3 separate regions of the Oryctolagus cuniculus genome follow, and regions 2 and 3 are each linked to region 1. Evidence: chromatin contacts called from public Micro-C data. All regions are on one chromosome and are shown on one strand. Each heading gives the region's core, a stretch centred on a gene start, on an enhancer-like site or on the middle of the called end of the contact. The rest is flanking DNA. Distances are from core to core; before and after follow the strand shown. Region 1 has its middle 31 kb from the start of FAT2. Region 2 holds the start of ATOX1 (antioxidant 1 copper chaperone). Region 3 holds the start of G3BP1 (G3BP stress granule assembly factor 1).

Region 1 (4,133 bases), core at 1,262-3,761:
TGAGCAAGACAGAGACAGAGAAACTTCCAGAGAGAGAGAGAGAATCTTCCATCCTCTGGTTCATTCCCCAAATGGCTGCAATGCTGACTCTGGGCCAAGCTGAAGCCAGGAGCCTGGAACTCTATCCGGGTCTCCCACATGGGTGCAGGGGCCCAAGCACTTGGGTCATCTGCTGCTGCTTTCCTGGGCACATTAGCAGGGAGCTGAATGGGAAGAGGAGCAGCCGGGATTTGAACTGGCACTCATATTTGGTGCCAGCTTTGCAGGCAGAAGCTTTACCTGCTGTGCCAAAACATTGACCCCTAGAATGTTTTCATCATCATAGAAAGTTCTATTGGTGCTATCTCAGATCATCCTAAGTTCACGGAGCACTTTTTTTTTTTTTTTTAATCTATCCACTTGAAAGAGTTACACAGAGAGAGGAGAGGCAGAGAGAGGTCTTCCATCCAAAGGTTCACTCCCCAATTGATCACAGTGACTGGAGCCATGCCGATCTGAAGCCAGGAGGCTTCTTCGGGGCCTCCCATTTGGGTGCAGGGGCCCAAGGACTTGGGCCATTTTCTACTGCCCTCCCAGGCCACAGCAGAGAGCTGGACCAGAAGTGGAGCAGTCGGGTCTCGAACCGGCGCCCACATGGGATGCTGGCGCTTCAGGCCAGGGCATTAACCCATCACACCACAGCGCCGGCCCCCAGAGCACTTTCAAAGCTCAGCCTGTTGGTCTTGCTAGTGTGACATTTTCAGGCTGCTCTTCTGACACCTTGCAATGGAGAAACAGGCCCAGGGAGTGTTCTCACTGGCTGGGGGCCACATCACTGGGTCTGCAGGTGTCAACATCTAGCAGTGGCCTTGCATTTTGAGATTATTAAAATAATACAAGCTCCTAAAAAAATCTGACTGTCCTGGTGTTGTTTTCTACATCATGGAAAGGAGAGGGGTGGAAAGAGCTTGGCCAGTTTGGTCCTGGACATTTGAGATGCAAGCCTAACCCTGGTCTCACAATCTCTGGGCAGGCACAGGTTAAATCAGGTTCGGCACTGGCTTGAGCGCTCATTGTTCGGCATTTACCAGGGGGTCAGAATGTGTTAGGCACCTTCTTCCTGCAGTGCCCCAGGAAGGGGGCTCTCCTTCCTTCTCGGGAGGCATACAGTATAGAAGCGCAGAATACCGTTCCAGGTAGGAACGTGCTGTGCTGTGAAGGAAGGAAAGCAGGGAGCTATCGTGGAAAACGACAGGAACCAGTGCCCCTGTGGGGAGGGTGGAACATGGGACATGGGTCCTGCGGACTGCAGTGTGTAGTCTTGGGCCTTGGCCAGCCAGGGACCGGTCAGCCACGGAATGCCCAGCACCAGAGACCACCACAGATCTGCCGCAGACTTTCTGAGGTTCAGGGAGGTGGGGTAACGTGGCCACACGATGAGGCCGTGGAAAAGGTGGGACAGGAACCTGGATTTTTCTTCCCCCTATCCAGGTACCTCCCTATAGGGAGCTGCTAGGAGTTTTCAAGAAAAAGCCAGCTTCCAAGAGACAGGAAGAAATGAATCAGTCCAGGGCTGTGGAAGGGGAGGGCAGGGCTGCTGGCTTGGGCGAAAGCCATCAGCTGCGTTAACAAGGCCCTCAGACTTGAAAATCCCTAAACCAGTGCTTCCCTATCCTCCTCAAGAAACAAACCAAACTAAACAACCGTAACTTTTAGAAGAAATTGTATCAGTACCGCACATGGAAAATCAATAGCATATACCATGAAGATCAATGTGATAGAAATACAAATGCAGTGAAAAACTGTAATGTACTTGCAAATGTGCCCCTGCTTGTAGAACGCTGTTTAAGACGTTCTCTTCGATGATCAGAAAGTTCCAAGGAGAACAGAGTTAAGCTGAATTCAGTGTAACTCTCCTAACACCACCTGCTGGGCAGAAGCAGCAGGCAGCCCTCTCTGTCACACGGGGATGTGGCTCTTTGGGAGGTGACCTCAGCCCTGAAACCATCTGTGCAGCAGGAGTTGTTGGGCAGGCCTGCGGGAAACAGGGGTACTAGGCTCAAAGGGGCCAGAGAATGGCAGCTTCCTCCCTTGCAAGTGCGGCTGACTGCAGGGAGCTTCGTTGAGCCAAACGACCCAACGCTCTGAGTTCACTGCTGTAAAATCCTGCGGGTGATGGTTCCTGCCTTGCTAGTTGGGTACAGCATAGAGAAGGCAGTAAGTCACCAGCCCTGTCACCATCATCCCCGCATCGCCGCCACGGTGGTCTGTAACTCCCAGCGCAAACGTGAGAGCCCGGCTCCTTCCCCTCTCCGGCACGTGCGTCTGGGTTCTGTTAGGCAGTACCGGGTAGACTCGCGTCTGCACTGGTTTCGGCTACAGGACTGCAAGGATTAAACATGTCCTGCTAGAAACAGAAAGCAAGGACACCCTACAGAGGCAAAGGGGCACTGGACAGAGGGTTAGGAGTCTGGTTTCCAGGACAGCTGTGTGAGCTGGGACAAGTGACTGCTCTGGGCAGCAGTCGCCTCTTTAAATGGCAGGGGAGGGGAGCTGGCTGAGATAAGGCCATCTTGAGAGACTCCGAGATATCCTCTCCTGTCCTGAACAAGTTGTCCTAGAGACCAGCAAACTTGGGCCCTCCTAGGCCTCACAACCCGGTTTCCAGACGGGCCCCCAGAGCCCGCGGGACCACACCGCCTCCTTGCTGAGTCATCCGCCCGCGAGGCGGTGAGGAGGATCAGGGCGCCCCCTGGTGGGACTGCAGAGAAAGGCTCCCAGAGCTGTGGGGTGCCGCTTCCGGTCTCAGCAAGTCTAAGGCGCCACAGAGCTCATCCAGTCTGGGCGCTCTCATTTCCCAAATGTGGAAACTGAGACTGGGAGAAGCGGGAGATACTCCCCCAAGTAGGGCTGCCAGATAAAGCCCACGCCTCCCAGTTACATTCCAACTTCAAATAGATAACAAATAATTTCCTTTAGTGTAAGTATATCCCATGCAATATTTAAGACATACTGCTACCAAAAAATAATGTGCTGAGTATGTGCAGTGCCTGAACTTCAAATTTCACCTGGTGTACTGTCCTCTCCTCCCCATATGTGGCAATCCTACCTCCAAGCCCACGTGCTGAGTGGATGCCTGAGCTCAGTTTGCACAGGCGACACTGCAGGGCCTCCTCCTCCTTAGACCTGACCACTCAGTGTCTTCACTGAGCACGGGCATGGGAGGTGCCTGCTGACACTGTTCTGGGAGACAGCCGGTGGCAGGACATGTGAACCCTGCCTTTGACAATCACCAGGGGCAGGGGTGGGTCACACAGAGGGAGGAAAGGGGGTCCTCTCGCAGCGCCTGCTCCCACAGAAAACCACCTGCAAGATGTTAGTGATTGAGACCAAAGCCCAGCCAGCTTGCCCTGGTCGGGTCTGTTAGGTTGGAGAGGGGCCTGGCATCTGCATTTCTCAACATTTCCCAGGTGATTCTGATGCACAGCGAAGACTGAGGCTTCTGGGTTAGTTACAAGGAAGAAAGGGAAACTGCTTGCGTGGGACCGATTCTAACTGGCACCTGCCAGTCTTCACTGAGCCTAAGACTCATGGGTTTGGGGTGAGGATGGGAAGGGATATTTAGAAGGCAGATTCCCAGGTCTACTTCTAGATGGAATAGGTCCAGGGCAGGCCCCTGGAATCTGCCTTTTTCTGAAGATTTATTTATTTATTTGAAAGAGTTACAGAGAGAGGGAGAGAGACAGAGAGAGAGAAAGCTCCTCCATCCACTTCTTCATTCCCTAAATGGCTGCAACAGCTGGGCTGGGCCAGGCCGATGCCAGGAGCCTAGAATTCCATGAGGGTGGCAGGTACCTACTGCTCTCCCAGGTGCATTAGCAGGGAGCTGGATAAGAAGTGGAGCAGCTGGGAATCAGGATTTGAAACAGCACTCGTATGGGATGCCAGTCATAGGCCCAACCCACTGCACCACAATGCCAGCCCTATAGTCTGCACTTCTGAAAAGCACTGACCTATAGTGTTCCTAACGGAAGTGAATGTGGAGAAATGGAAAATTTCTTAAAAGCAGTTAATGATGATATGAATATTCATTGTTCTATTTGCTCTAATTCAAATATTGCATTGCAAATACTTTTAGGGCTGAGGTATATTTT
Region 2 (4,541 bases), core at 1,814-4,313, 85 kb before region 1:
AACTAAAGTAGGCAGCTTGTTGTCCCTCCCTCTATGAGTCTGGCTCCAACCAGAAACCACTCTATAACTGGAACCAGGACTATGTAACGTGTATAATGGGACTGCAGTAATGAAGGAGTGGAGAGCAAGAAGCCAAGAGAACTCTAAGGACTCTAAGAATAGCAGGCACCAGGAGCAGCCACTGCCCATAGGCTAAGGGAGAAGACTGCATCCGTACCTTAGGCTGACAAGCAAACCTCGTTGGAGAGGCACAGCTGTGAGCCAGTGAATCACACAGAAGTGGCTGTGGTGCTGTACTGGTGGAACTTGCCAGGAATCCACCCTCAGGCTGGAAAACCACCCTTTATGGTGCAGGAAAAAGCTATTCAGAGAGGAATCTCACTGGATGCACTTGGATGTAAAACCACCCAAGGAGGGCAGGGTGCTGGGGGGAAGGTGCTGGCTGCAGGGTGCAGCTGGTCCCCAGCCACGGAAGCCTGGTACCAGAAAGCCAACCTAAGAAGCTAGCATGCATACTTCAAGAGCCCGATGGGACCAAGAAAGAAGATCCTGCCTTCTTCAGTGTCTCCCCAGGGCCTTCCTAATAAGGCTTATCCTACCAGTAGGCAAAGGGAAAAATAATACTGAAATGATGTAGGCTAGATACATTTCCAGGGCAGGCAAAAAGGATAACTGAAATATAGAGACAATAAATCAGTAACCAGTATACATCCTCAAAATGGTTTTCATGTATTAAGACAATGGTTTTTCCTCAGCCAGTGGTTTTCCAAAAACCAAGGAAGGAGGGACCAAGGACTAAAAGAATACATTGAAAATAAGGGCAGGTGGGCTGGCGCCGCGGCTCACTAGGCTAATCCTCCACCTTGTGGCGCCAGCACACCAGGTTCTAGTCCCGGTCAGGACGCCGGATTCTGTCCCGGTTGCCCCTCTTCCAGGCCAGCTCTCTGCTGTGGCCCGGGAGTGCAGTGGAGGACGGCCCAAGTGCTTGGGCCCTGCACCCCATGGGAGACCAGGAGAAGTACCTGGCTCCTGCCATCGGATCAGCGCAGTGCGTTGGCCGCAGCGCGCCGGCCGCGGCGGCCATTGGAGGGTGAACCAACGGTAAAGGAAGACCTTTCTCTCTGTCTCTCTCTCTCACTGTCCACTCTGCCTGTCAAAAAAAGAAAAAAAAAAAAAAAAAGAAAAAAGAAAAGAAGGGCAGGTGAATTTATCAAGAGGCCCAGCAGTCCAAGCTGTATCTTATTTGTAGCTGGTATATGAAAATTATACATATATAGGGTATTTTTTAAAGATTTTATTTTATTTGAAAGTCAAGAGTTACACAAAGAGAGGAGAGGCAAAGAGAGAGAGAGAGATCCTCCATCCAATGGTTCACTCCCCCATTTGGCCGAAACAGCCGGAGCTGCACCGATCCGAAGCCAGGAGGAGGGAAATTCTTCCTGGTCTGCCATGTGGGTGCAGTGACCCAAGGACTTGGGCCATCTTCTACTGCTTTCCCAGGCCATAGCAGACAGCTAGATTGGAAGTGGAGCAGATGGAACTAGAACTGGCGCCCATATGGGATGCTGGTGCTTCAGGCCAGGGTGTTAACCCGCTGCGCCACAGCAAATGGCCCCCATGTATAGGGTATTAAGTGATGTCTTTGTACATGTATATTTTGTGGAATATTCAAATGGGGTAAACGTATCTATTTCCTCAAACATTTATCATCTCTTATTTTGCAGACATTGTAAATGCTGTCTCCTGGGATCTTCTCTTTAAAGAATACACAGTATGTTAACACTATCTACAATCACCCCTGTGCAATAGAACACCAGACCGTCTTTCTCCTACCTATTACCTAGTCCCTGTTCATCAACTTAGCCCCTCCCCTTCTTCCCCATTACTCTCCCCAGTCTCTGGTAACCTCCATTTTGTTTTCAATTTCTATGAAATCAAGTTTTTCGGACCATGTGGGACTTATCTTCCTTATTCTACTTACTATAATAGCCTGGGGCTGGCATGGTGGCACAGTGGGTTAAGCTGCCGCTTATGATGTGTGTCACACTAGCATCCGGCTCCCTGTTAATGCACCTGGGAAGACAGCAGATGATGGCCCAATACTTGGGTCCCTGCCACCCATGTGGGAGGCCTGGATGGAGTTGCTGGCTCCTGGCTTCGGCCTGGCCCAGATCTAGCTATTCTGACCATCTGGAGAGTGAATCAGTGAATGGAAGATATTTCAACTTTTTTTTTTTTTTTTTTTTTTTAGAAGAACGTAACGTCCTCTAGTCATCCACATTTTCACAACTGACAGGAAGAAATCCCAGTGCTTCCTAAACTCACCAAGCAGTTCTGCTACTGAGAAACCTTTGAAAGTACTCCGACCGGCAGGGAATGTCCACACACATGACCACTGGCGGTGGTGCGTGAGAGAGCGAGAGCGAGAGAGACGCCAGAACTTGACGTGCCTAAGTTTCCCAGAGCAACCCTGCCTCCCCTCGTGGCAGTGGGTGCACCTCTTTGCCAGCTGGTTTCTCCGGGCGGGCCCACTCCTGCCTTCCGACTTGGGTGCGCGCTGTTCCCTGTGCCCAAAGCGCTCTCCCACTGTCCCCACCCCTGTCCCCACCAAGCAGCGCAGCTTCTCCCTCAGACGAGCCCTCCTCTCGGGAACCGCCGCCGCCACCTTCCAGCCCCACTTAGAGACCCCTCCTCCGCTCCTGAACCCCGGCGCCGCCACCACTGCCGCCTCCTCGCTCCCTTCGAGGCTGCGGACGCTCGGCGCCGCCAGGCGTCGGGGAGGGAAGGGCGGGACCCGCGCTGCCGGGCCTTTGCCTTGTGTTCCCAACATGGCCTAACATGGGCGCCCCCAAAATAGCTAACAGCCGACGGAGGAGGGAAGCCTCCCTCTCACCGCCTCTCGCCAACGTGCCCAGGTGTTCGTGTGTCTGGCGGCTCGGCGACCGCCAGGCCTGCAGGGGGCGGGGCCCGCCAGATGCCCGACCCGAGGGGCGGGGTCTGCTCGGCCGCCCCGCCGCCCTGCCGAGGGGAATAAGAAGGTGCCAGTCTTGCCAGTAGGCGGGGTTTCTCGCGCGCACTCCCGGAAACGCATTGGAGTCCCGCCTTGCAGCCCGGAGACGCGTTGCCGCCGCCGCTCCCCGCCGCCGTCGCCGCCGCCACCGCCACCGCCACCGCTACCGCCACCGCCACCGCCGCCGCGTCTGCTGCGCCTGTCATGCCGGTAAGTGGCCGCGCCGTCCCCGCCTGCGCTAGCCTGCGGTGCTCGGCTTGCGCCCCGGCCACACCGCCGCTCGGCCACTAGTCGCTTTTCCAGGGCTCAGGCCGCGGCTGGAGCTGTTAACTATCTCTCCTCCTCCTCCTCCCCAGCCGCCCCCAGGTTCGGGGACCCTCCAGAAAATCGCATCCGAAAAGAGTTAAATCTGGGCGCCTGGCTGCAGAACGTTGGAACTGCATGGCCTCGTGCAGCTACAAACGCAAACCTTCCCTGCAGCTCCGGGAAGTGGAGTCTCGGGGAGGGGACGGAGTGAGCCCGCGTGACCCAGGAGGGTCGGTGTCCAGCGGGAACGGCTGTTACACGTGGACGCCCTGCTCTGGCCGGGGAGTTGGCCGGGCCGTTCTGAGCAAGTGGGTGGGTCCAGCTGTTGCCTCACGGGCAGGACCGGGTTTACAGAAGTTCTGCACCTGGCCCGGCCTCCTCTCAGGTCAGCGCTGGGCGACCCTGCGTGGACACAGTGCGTTTCACCTTTCCAGCAGTCAGGTCCTCAGCCTGGACCCACCAGCCTCGGAGAGGTTTCAGGAACCTACCCAAAGTCGGCGCTGTACACGCTAGAGCTTGGGAAGGAATATGAGATATACGAACTCTACAGTTTGCACATGCCCATACTTGCTGGCTGGCTTTGCAGTTCACTTGGTCTTACATATATGCCTTATCTTTTAGATTTTAAATTTTAGTTAATGGTTTCCATGTTATTTGAAAGGGAGAGACAGTTGGCTCATTCACTCCCCCCCATACCCTCCACAGCCACGATTGGGCAAGGCGGCAGGCAGACACCTAGAACTCAGTCCCGATCCCACTGTTGTTGGGGGCCAGGATGCAGCCACTTGCGGCATCACCTGCTGCCTGCGGAAGTGCACAGTAGCAGAACACTGGGCTGGAAAGTGCAGCCAGGACTCACACACACCTGCGTGGGATGCAGGCATCCCAAGTAATATCTTAATCACTGCACCAGTTGCACCCTCCCTTCCCGCAATGTGGTGCCAGCATCGCATGGGGGTGCTGGTTCAAGTCCCGGCTGTTCCTCTTCCAATCCAGCTCTCTGTTATGGCCTGGGAAAGCAGCAGAGGATGGCCCCTGCACCCACATGGGAGACCCAGAAGAAGCTCCTGGCTTAGGAATGGTCCAACTGTGGCCGATCTTCCATCTGTCTCTCCCTCTGTCATTAACGCTACCTCTCAAATAAATGAAATTTTTTTTTTTTTTTTGACAGGCAGAGTGGACAGTGAGAGAGAGAGACAGAAAGGTCTTCCTTTACCGTTGGTTC
Region 3 (4,255 bases), core at 766-3,265, 100 kb before region 1:
CTGTTTAAATGTACGTCATTATCATGTTTGAACATCAGGCGATTTAAATGGTTCACCTTAAATCTTAACATGCTACAAATGCAGGTAACTGGAATTGCTACACAAAGCACGCTGCAAATAAAACAATGTTACATTTTAAAGCAACGTGTTATTTATAGCAACACCAACAAAGGAAGAACTTGTCCCTACAATTATTTTGATCCTTTATTGCTACCTTCTGTTAAGAAACAGGGAAAGCGCCTGTCGTAGAGAAACACAAATATTAAACTTCGTAATTGTTAATCCCTGCACAAGGATGCACGTTGTGTCTGCTTTGACAGCAAAAAAATCCCTTAAAGATCTGAAAAAGGATCTGTAGAAACAAGCTTTACTGAAAAACAAAACAGTGAAAAGCCTTTCAAGAAAAAAAATTAGTCCAAAGAGCTAATCTTCAAACTTTTTTTAGTTCTGCCTGAAGTTCAGGTATTTGCGATGCAAAATGAATGATACGGGCCTGCAACATTAAAAACATTTCACGAGACCAAGGCATTACTAGCTTTCAATAGTCCACAATATGAGAACACTGCTGTAAAAATAAACTCCAGTCCTTGATGGTAAGGAAGGTTTCTTCCACGACCTTGCACACACCCTGGAGCCTTGCGGACTGAACCCTGCAGACACACTTCCAATACCGACAGTGCGCCTCTCAGCCACAGAACCCCCGCAGGATCACGGTTACATTGTAACCGGTGCTATGTCCTCCACTCCAATTTCTAATTTCAACCCACAGGTGCTGGGGACATTCGAATCTCACTGCTCTGGACCTCATTTTCGGCAACTGATTTTCTTAGACGTCCCTTTTTTTCCCCGAAAATCGGCTGATTTAAACAAAAAAGGGAAAAGTCGAATCACAGCCTCACTTCCCGCTGGCGGGACTTTCCCATCACAATGCTGAGAGCTTAAAGCCCGATGAGGAACACACGCACTTATCTGCATTTTACTCGGTCCCCCCGCCCCTCTAATTTTCTCTGAAGCTGCAACGGTACGAATACGTGCAGGCACGAAGCCCAAACACCCCTTCCCTTTGTCGCAGCCCCACTCCCAACCCGAGCCCCTGCAAGCCCATGCGCACTCAGGCCCGGCCGCGCTCCGCGCAGGGGCCTTGCGAAGGGACAAGTGCTCCCGGGGCAAAGGTGCCCTGGACTCGCACCGGCTCAGGGGCCCGGAGCCAGCGAGCCACCCTACCCGCCCTTCCGCCCGTGGGCCTGTGCCTTCGTGCCTCTCCTATTCGAAAGGCGGCCGCGACGGCACCCAGCTCTCCGGGCAGACACCCCGCTCGGCACCGTGCGGGCGGGGAGGACCGCGCATCTCCCCCGTCCCCGCAGGCGCCACCAAGGCGCGGCACTTCTGCTTTGCCAGCTCCGAGACTCTCTCTCATGGCACTTTCGTGCTGTCCCCTCCAAGAAAGCCCCCGATGGCGCGTGGCGGGGGCCGGCGCGCAAAGCCAGCCGCACACGCTCCCGGGCAACGCGGGGACCCCGGGCCCGGGAGGTCACGCCGGGACTCGGAGGGCCGCCGCCACCGGCTGCTCTTGCCCCGCGTGGCCGTTGGACGCGCGCGCGGCGGACGCGGCCACGCGCTCCAGCCGGTGGGGGGGGGGGGGGGGGGGAGGCGGCGCCGCGCGCCCGAACGCCCGCCGCGCGCGCCTGCGGCCGTTGGGGTGGGGGTGGGGGGACGCGCCCCGCGCGGCAGCTCCTCGGGTTTCTCCTCTCTCCCGCCGTCGCCCCGACTCGTCCCCGTCCTCCAGTACCCTGCCCCGCCCACACCCCGGCGTACCTGCGCGGCTGAGTGGGAGAGGAACAAGCCTTGCTCCACCGCACGGAGAGAAGCAGAAATCGCTCACGCAACTGCGTCCGCACACACGCGTGCTCCGCCGCCGGTCTATATAATCGCGACTCAGCCTAACTTGTTGCAGCCAGGCCAGGCGAGTGGATGACCAATCCCGACTGCATCCTCTGGGCTCTTCGAACAGCAATTGGATACTGCCTCATGATGGGGGCGTGGCTCTTGATTGGCTTTGACACATACCTATGAGACTGTGAAGATCTCGTTTCCCTAGTAACGGATTGGCACTCAAAGGGCCCAGTAACTGGAAGGCATAGTAGAGAGGAGGGTGGGAAATTCTTTGACTGATACCCATAGTAGCCAATAAATGCTTGGAGATGCTCTCATTGGCTAGCACTCCATCCCCTGGGTGGAGACCCGTTTTCCGTGCAGGAGCGGTTGCTCCACAAGGTGGGGCCCGTGTACTTTGGGGAAGTAAACCCCAAGCAACTAGGAGGTGGGCAACTTGGAGGCCATGGAAGCACCTGGCCAATGGCAACACCGGAATGAGCTGATTGACATGGGGGTTGAACCGCTCTCCAAAGAGACCGAGGCTCAGGGCGGCCTTGCCCTCCGGGGCGATTAAGAGGCGGGCCGGGCTCCGGCTTCTGTCCTCTTTCTTTCGGTTGTTGGGTCCGGCCCCTGGGGTCTCCCTCTCCCGCCTTTTCCGCACAGTCTGGCACCCAGGAAGCCAAGTGGCAAAGTTTCCCTGAATTTAATTCTTCTCCTTATCAAACTCTTTCATGTCCGCGCGCTGCCTGAGGGCACTTGCTGGCCCTTCCCGTGAGTCAGCACTGCCGGCGAGGCGCGCCCGTTGGGAACGCCGGAGCCCGTGGCTAGGCGGCAGGTGGCGACGGCCGCTGGGCGGGAGGACGCGCGCCCCACGCGGGCTCCGGTCCGACTTGGCCCGCGGCACTGCCGCCGAGGAGCGATCGTTGGGCGGGCTGTGGTCAGCCCGCCGGCCTCGCCACCATTGTCACCCCTTGCTCTGGTGGCTGTGGTGCGGGGAGCTTCTGCCTTCACGCCGCCGCGCCGGGTGAAGGTAACTCCTCCTCAGACCCCTCGGGGGCCTGCCCGCCCAGCCCTGCCCTGCCCACGGCGCTCGACCTCGGACCCGGCCCTCTGTTGGCCGCCACGGGCATCGGACACGATAAGAGCCGCGGTTGCAGCGCGCTGGGCGCAGACCCGCCCGGGTCCGTTCTTGCAGCCATGTGACCGGGGGCTGGGGCTCCGTTAGGCTGCGCTGAGACACTGGGAGATGAAGCACGTGGAGCGGCCGTGCTGCGGGAGAGCGACGCCGAGCCGGCCGGCCCAGCGCAGGCGGCGGGGAGAGACGCCATGCCCGCCGCCTGGCCGCCTCCGGCCGGTGGGAGCCGCGCACCTTGGGCACCGGCTGCGCCCCGCGGATGCTGCCCCGCCGCGACGGAGCTCGGCCCGGAGCAGGCGCTAAGGAAGCTGCGAGACGTTAGCCAGGCTAAGGAATTTGGACTTTAATCTGAGGGCAGTGGAGAGCCCCAGGAAGCCTTCTGAAAGAGTCTGGGACCAAGAGATTGGCTTTTTTTTTTTTTCTTTTGCAGGAAACTCTAAAACTTTATTGAGAGAATTTTAACAATTTTAACAGATTTCCTACATAAAGGGTGCAAGCATGGTTTCAGCGTCTCCTCATTTACAAACTCCATTGCCCTCACCTGCTTCCGGCATAGTAACCGGTTCTAGGTCTTTTAACTGCCCCGGTGACATCAAGACTAACCCCACGTTCACCACAGTTCGCCCCTAAGCCAGTTGCCCAAGCCGGTTCCAGGAGGTCACTTCCAGATCAGGCCTTTGCACTTCAGGTGTAATCTCCTGACTTTCAGGAGTTGGTTCCTCTTGTTGAAACTGGTCCTCACTGGGCTCCTGCACAGGTGCAGAGGGACGGAGAGACTCTGGATCATCTTCTCTTCCTGTAGATTTGGATGTTGGTCTTACCTTTGCACTCACACTTCACACTGCCGAGCCTCAGTCAGCGGTAAAGGAGGAAAACAAGGGCTGATACTTGGCACAGCCTTTAAGATGCCTCTTGGGATGCCCACATCCCATATCAGAGGGCCTGGGTTCCAGTCCCGGGTCCACTTCCAATTACAGCTTCCTGCCGTGCTCACCTGGGAGGCAGGAGATGATGGCTCCAGTACTTAAGTCCCTGCCGCCCATGTGGGAGACCTGGACTGAACTGAGTCACGGGCTCCTGGCTTCAGCCCGACCAGCCCCGTCTGTTGGCAGACATTCAAAGAGTAAATCAGTGAATGGAACATCTATGTACCTGCTGTTCAAATAAAATGAAGGAAAAAGGAGTAAGTAATTGCTATATTTTTTTAGGAACACTAGCCCTCACACACACATACCAGGCGCCATC

What was found. A called contact is a pair of places that touch in the nucleus more often than the background predicts.
Region 2: a contact with region 1 is called in a Micro-C map of ear pinna, with 5 times the contacts expected there. The contact joins the promoter of ATOX1 here to the enhancer-like site in region 1. A contact is called at or near these places in 5 of 6 Hi-C or Micro-C datasets (ear pinna, embryonic fibroblasts, psoas muscle and 2 more).
Region 3: a contact with region 1 is called in a Micro-C map of ear pinna, with 7 times the contacts expected there. The contact joins the promoter of G3BP1 here to the enhancer-like site in region 1. A contact is called at or near these places in 2 of 6 Hi-C or Micro-C datasets (ear pinna and psoas muscle).

What each region holds. Positions count from the first base shown.
Region 1 is chr6:38,644,104-38,648,236 of mOryCun1.1, reverse strand. No RefSeq gene overlaps it. Among named protein-coding and RNA genes, the nearest start is that of FAT2, 31 kb to the right of the region's middle. Within about 2 kb of position 2,511, at least 2 of the 8 cell types and tissues checked have an H3K27ac peak or open chromatin away from gene starts, as enhancers often do. A contact at or near this core is called in ear pinna, where this site is marked.
Region 2 is chr6:38,729,631-38,734,171 of mOryCun1.1, reverse strand. ATOX1 (antioxidant 1 copper chaperone) reads left to right here and starts at 3,063. Exons shown (of 5, transcript XR_007918994.2): 1 at 3,063-3,220.
Region 3 is chr6:38,747,632-38,751,886 of mOryCun1.1, reverse strand. G3BP1 (G3BP stress granule assembly factor 1) reads right to left here and starts at 2,015. Exons shown (of 12, transcript XM_051844395.2): 1 at 1,816-2,015.